Regions from separate parts of the Mus musculus genome. Here region 2 is linked to region 1. A link is a contact called in public promoter capture Hi-C data. All regions are on one chromosome and are shown on one strand. Each heading gives the region's core, a stretch centred on a gene start, on an enhancer-like site or on the middle of the called end of the contact. The rest is flanking DNA. Distances are from core to core; before and after follow the strand shown. Region 1 has its middle 64 kb from the start of Gm30275. Region 2 holds the start of Oxa1l (oxidase assembly 1-like).

Evidence for each region. Promoter capture Hi-C pulls out the DNA fragments that hold promoters and counts their contacts.
Region 2: a promoter capture Hi-C map of pre-B cells shows a contact between it and region 1, with 7 times the contacts expected there. The contact joins the promoter of Oxa1l here to the enhancer-like site in region 1. A contact is called at or near these places in 17 of 39 promoter capture datasets (the 3T3-L1 cell line, 3T3-L1-derived adipocytes, the C10 cell line and 12 more), 2 of 15 datasets of contacts at CTCF or cohesin (large pre-B cells and stem cell-derived epiblast-like cells), 7 of 484 Hi-C or Micro-C datasets (adipose-derived mesenchymal stem cells, cerebral cortex, cortical neurons and 3 more), 13 of 115 datasets of contacts at active chromatin or transcription factors (the 230-238 cell line, acute myeloid leukemia, astrocytes and 5 more) and 2 of 9 other capture datasets (adipose tissue and embryonic stem cells).

What each region holds. Positions count from the first base shown.
Region 1 is chr14:54,060,427-54,063,126 of GRCm38.p6, reverse strand. It overlaps Tcra and Tcrd. Among named protein-coding and RNA genes, the nearest start is that of Gm30275, 64 kb to the left of the region's middle. Within about 2 kb of position 1,311, at least 57 of the 459 cell types and tissues checked have an H3K27ac peak or open chromatin away from gene starts, as enhancers often do. A contact at or near this core is called in adipose-derived mesenchymal stem cells, cerebral cortex, cortical neurons and 1 more, where this site is marked.
Region 2 is chr14:54,359,478-54,362,177 of GRCm38.p6, reverse strand. It overlaps Oxa1l (oxidase assembly 1-like), which reads right to left and starts at 1,337. Exons shown (of 10, transcript NM_026936.3): 1 at 1,261-1,337; 2 at 710-856. The coding sequence starts at 1,323.

The sequences.
Region 1 (2,700 bases), core at 62-2,561:
GAACGTTAGGGAGGAAGATGTCTGGGAGGCTCTAAGCATTGTGCCTGACACATGGCTAGTACTCCCTGAAAACGAGCTGCTGGCTTTGTTTCCATGCCTAGGGCACAGAGATCTCTGCGGATTCCCGAGAAATTTTCACTCAAAGCCCCACTTAGCTGCAATGTAAACATCATTTCAGAAAAGGAAAATAAGCAAGCACAGGATTAAATCAATTACCTCCCTAAATGCCCCTTGACAATTGCTTTTTTTTTTAATGCATTTTACCTGATATTCATAATGCACATAATGTGTTAGATCAAATTTACATATCAGCTATTCTTCAGTTCCTCTGACATCTCTCTCTGCCACGTTTCCTTCAAATTTCATTCTCTTTTTCTCTCTCTCCCTCCCTCTCTTTCCCTCCCTCTCTTTGTCCCTCTCAAAATTACCCACTGAATCTACTTAGTGCTGCCAACATTGCATGGGTGGGACCATCTACTAGAACACAGTAGTATTATTTGCTTCTAAAAGTATAAAGACTGCCAAAGTTTCCAGAGACTTAGAGAATATGCTATTGAACCTGGCCTAAGATGGGAGAAACCCTTGCATGCATTCATTCTCCCCAGAAACAGACATGAAGTGGTAGTGGCTCACCCACCCATTTGCTACAAGCCGGGATGCTGTGGCCACAGCTCTGTCTTCTATTATATCTAAGTGTGATTGACCCAGTCTCATGAGCTGCCAATGGGGGAAAAGACTTGGAGTCACTGTAGTCAATCACCATTGAGAACCTATTAGAAGAACAAGGTACCATGCAGCCTCTTGAAAGGCTAAGAGTGTAGAAATGGCCATTACAGAGGAAACTCCTTCCGCTTGGCTGACTGGGGCAGGGTCTATGGCTTTACAGCAATTGGTACAGATGCTGGGTGAGGAGGCACATTCATTTTGTGTTCAGTAAAACAACTTTTATTCATGGATGTGAATTGTTATCCCCTTGGGAAAGGTGAAGGTATAGAAACAGGTTGCAGTTTCTAGGGGAATCTAATTCTCTCTCTGTCTCTGTCTCTGTCTCTGTCTCTGTCTCTCTGTGCATGTGTGTGTGTGTGAGAGAGACAGAGACAGAGAGACAAAGAGACAGACAGAGACAGAGAGAGCATAATGATGAATCAGAGCTGTGGTATCCTAGGAAGTCCTAGGTAATTACCCAGCCTGAATTTCTCCTGGAGCTTCTGGATAGTGCCAGATGTGCTCAGGCCTCTGTGCACCACCCCACAGAGCAGGCATCCAGAGCCAACCTCCTCTTCCAGGCTGTTCCTCACGTCTGGGAACACATCAAAGGAGGCTTGATATTCATAACCGCTGTGAGTCATTTTCACATAGAGCTGCAGGGAGCTGCCTGCACTGCTGCTTGCTGTATTCAACCCTTTGTAGGAGCAGCTGAGCTAAACCAATCCCCTATTATGGGCGAGAGTAGAGCCCTCCTGGGAGACCTGATTTACCCCCCACACCCCTATGCTGAATATAAAAAGCTCTTTTTTTTAAATTTGAGAAATAGTTATTAAAACATCCTCAGTCTTGGACTAGGCAACTTCAGAGCCCACAGGAACAGCTCGGCAGGTTTCTTCCACAAGGGTGTGACCACCCCAGGCCCTGTTGTTGGTGTCAATGACATCTGAAGCCTCCGGGTTTGTTTCCTTCAGAGGACAAAGAATGTCAACAAGAGTCCAACCACAGCCACAATTCTTCTCTACTGGAAAACAAGTGTTGCCAGGTCCTGCTGAGTTGGCCTATTGTTGGAAACTGTATTCTGTGTGCCATCCTTTGAGGGCTGACAGAAGCTTGGGAAGGCAAAGCTGCAAGATGGTAGGAGCTGGAAGAGGACTCAGTCATCATCTAATCCCAGGACCTCAAGTTACACATCACAGATGAGGCATGAACAGGATACAGGCTGTTTAAGGTCACTCAGACAGGCAGAGTTTTTGGCATCTGGAGTCACTCTCAAGGGACTGGAAAGCAGTGGCAGGTCACCTTGGTGTCCATGGAGGGCTAAAGAGAGGAAAGGGATGAAGACCAGGAGAGATGAGGCTGTTTCTTAGTTCCATGCCCGAGTTCCTCTGTGTGGAAAGTGACTGAATTATTTACCTCAATATCACTGTTTTAATGAATGACTCCGAGAAGTCCTGGTAACCATGGGTTTTGTGGTTAGTGGAGGACAGTCCAGTTTCTCAACAGGCCAAAGAGGGGTGCCTAGATTTGTACCCTGTTCTCAGAAACCACCCAAGGCTTTTAAATACCCTGGCTTAGAAGAACTCAATAGGGTATTGTTGTACTGGGTAAATGGTGAAAAAAAGAAAGAAGGAAAGAAAGAAAGGAAGAAAGAAAGAGAGAAGGAAAGAAAAAAGAATTATAGAAATACAGAAAAGAAGCAGCCAAGTTGTCTGGCTTCAGACCTGGGACACACCACACAGCTGTGTCTTCCAGGCTGTGTTGTTTCTGCTGCCAGCAGGAGTGGACCCCTACTTTAGTTTTGGACAGCTTAGAAAGCAAGTCCCCATATGTAGGTGCATCCTAATGCATTCTGGTCATGCGATATCTTTTCCGTCTGCTACAGAAGCAAGCACAGTTTGCTCTTTAAAATGCCCAGAGCTCCTTTTCCCATTTGGGGATTGTGGTGAAAGGTCAGACCACTGAGCTTGTCTAGTGGTAATAGGGGTTCTAGAT
Region 2 (2,700 bases), core at 88-2,587, 300 kb before region 1:
GTTTTGTTTTTTGTTTTTAGAGACAGGGTTTCTCTGTGTAGCCCTGGCTGTCCTGGAACTCACTTTGTAGACCAGGCTGGCCTCGAACTCAGAAATCCACCTGCCTCTGCCTCTCAAGTGCTGGGACTAAAGGCGTGCGCCACCAACCGCCAGGCTTAATTTTTTTTTATCTTGTGTGTGTGATGTATGTAGGCATGCATGCCACAGCATGTGTGGAAGTCAGAGATGAACTTTGTGTGGCGCCTTCTTCCTTCATTATTTATTTATTTATTTTTTTTCATTTTTGAGACAAGGTCACACTACACAGCTCTATGTTGACCAGGCTGGTTTTGAATTCAGAGATCTATCCATCTCTGCCTCCCAAGTGCTGGGGTTACTAGGATTGTGCCACAACCTGCTCCACCTTTACTTGGGTTCCAGGGTTGGCACTCGGTTTACCAGGGTTGCAATAGCAAGAGCTTTTGTACAGCAGGGTCATTTTGCCTGCCCTACAAATTTCTCAGCACTTTTAGGCATTTCCTCACTGAGTTGCCTGAGATGAGAATCTACTTCTACTCCAAACAGGTTAATATTAGGAGGAACTTAGGAGGAGTGTGAGAACTCTGCTACACATTCACTGTCTCCCGCAAAACAAAACAAACAAAACAACACAGAACCAAAAGAAAGGGGCCAAGAAGTCGTGCTCCTTTCCTCAGCGGGAACCTCTTACCTGGGCTTCTGCAAAGAGGGTGGCAGATGTACTGATGCAGCGAGGAGTGAAGACGGCGAGAAGAGCACAGGGTGGCCGCCCGTTACCCCGGCGGGCTGCGAGGAGCTCGGCGGCCAGCGGTCTCAGGGACACTGCGACGCTATGGTACTGACCATGTGAAAGGAAGGGAAGGCCTTGAGTCCCAGCCGACCCGCCTCTCCCGCAGACAGCCTGCGGTTGCAGCAGTGGGGCGCTGCAACTCTGCTCGCACAGACTACAGGCCCCGAAGCCATGCACTGGAGCGTGCAGGGTGCAGCTCCGGTTAGGGTCTCCCGCATCCTGTTACCGAAGCCCGGGGACGGGGCCCAGAGGTCACGGCTCAGGGTCGCAGGCAGTTTCCAAACAGCTACAGAGAAACCAGGCCACCAACCCCGGGACGTAACCCGGTGGTGCCCTCACGCGACCGGAGGTCATGACTCGCAGGTCGCAGTGACCAGGTCAGCATCTGCTCGTGACCTCAGCTCAGGTGACAAGGACAAGGCAGCATCCCCGCGCTTTGGACGGAACCTTACCGAACGCTGGGGTCGTAGGAGTCGCAGAAGCTGCCAGCGACCGCACACTAAATTCCTCGCCATCTTGCCGGGAAGAGGGAACTTACTCTCGCGCACGCGCACTCAGAACTTTGACGCTGCGGGGGAGGCCATTTTGGAAATGGGCAGGCAGTCAGACCTGACGTCACAGATCAGGTAGTGAGGGAGAATGAAGACAGGCGATGGTATTTGAAGTGGTTTAAAAAAGTCAAGATTCCGCAGAGATTGAAACTAAGAGACAGAGGCAGGCGGATTTCTGAGTTCGAGGCCAGCTTGGTCTACAAAGTGAGTTCCAGGACAACAGCCAGGACTATACAGAGAAACCCTGTCTCGAAAATCAAAAAAAAAAAAAAAAAAAAAAAAAAAAAAGAAAAGAAACTAAGAGACAGGATGCGCTGTTAAGTGGCAGTGTAAACATAGCATATTTCCTGTTTTCCCTTCCATTTCCCAAACTGTAATTGTTCCCTGGGTTAAAATAATTCTTGGATTAAAAATGGCCTTTACTCTTGGAATAGTGCCTCAAATCTATAATCCCAGCATTTGGGAGGCGGAGGCAGGAGGATTGCCTAAAATTCGAGGTGAATCTTGGTTACCTATTGTGTTTAAGGCTAGCCAGGACTGCAGAGAGACCCTGCCTGTCACAAGAAGATAATGAATAAACAAAATCTCAAACTAGAATTAACCCCACAAACAGGCAAACCAGAAAGGCGAAAACAATAGCTTTTACATCTGTGCTTGGCGTGGGTTTTTTCTTACTGCAAGGTAATATTGTAATTACAGATCCAATGAAATTTGAAAGTAGCCTGGAATCTGACAAAGCTATAGGGAAGGCAGTTTCCGGGAAATAACCGAGGAAACTAAAGATGAAAGTTGAACTTGATGTCTTGGATCTGTTGTCTCAAGATTGTTACTATCTATTTGTAGATTTTGTTGTGTATTTTTTGAAACTAAAAGCTTCCCTAAAGCATAAATTGAAATAAGGTGGGTATGGTGCTGCACGCCTGTGATCCCAGCACTGAAGAGGAAGCTGACTCAGGTAAGTGGTGAGTTCAAGGCCAGCCAGGGTTAAAAATGGAGACCTTATCTTAAAAAAAAAAAGTAATGTGAAAAATAAATTACTGCTCAGGAAGGAGGGGGTTGATCACATATACTTCTTCATATGCTACTAGATACTTTGGAGGAATAAAAACTTATTTATTTCATAGATGTCGTGTGTTGTATGAGTGTACATTCTCGGAGGCCAGAAGAGGGATGGAGTTAGAGGTGTTTGTTGCATAAGTGTTGGGATCTGAACTCTGGTATTCACCATGGTGCAGCAAATAGTCTTAACCGCTGAGCCATATCCAACCCCGAAATTTGCGACTTTTATTTTGGAGAGAGAGAGAGAGAGAGAGAGAGAGAGAGAGAGAGAGAGAGAGTGTG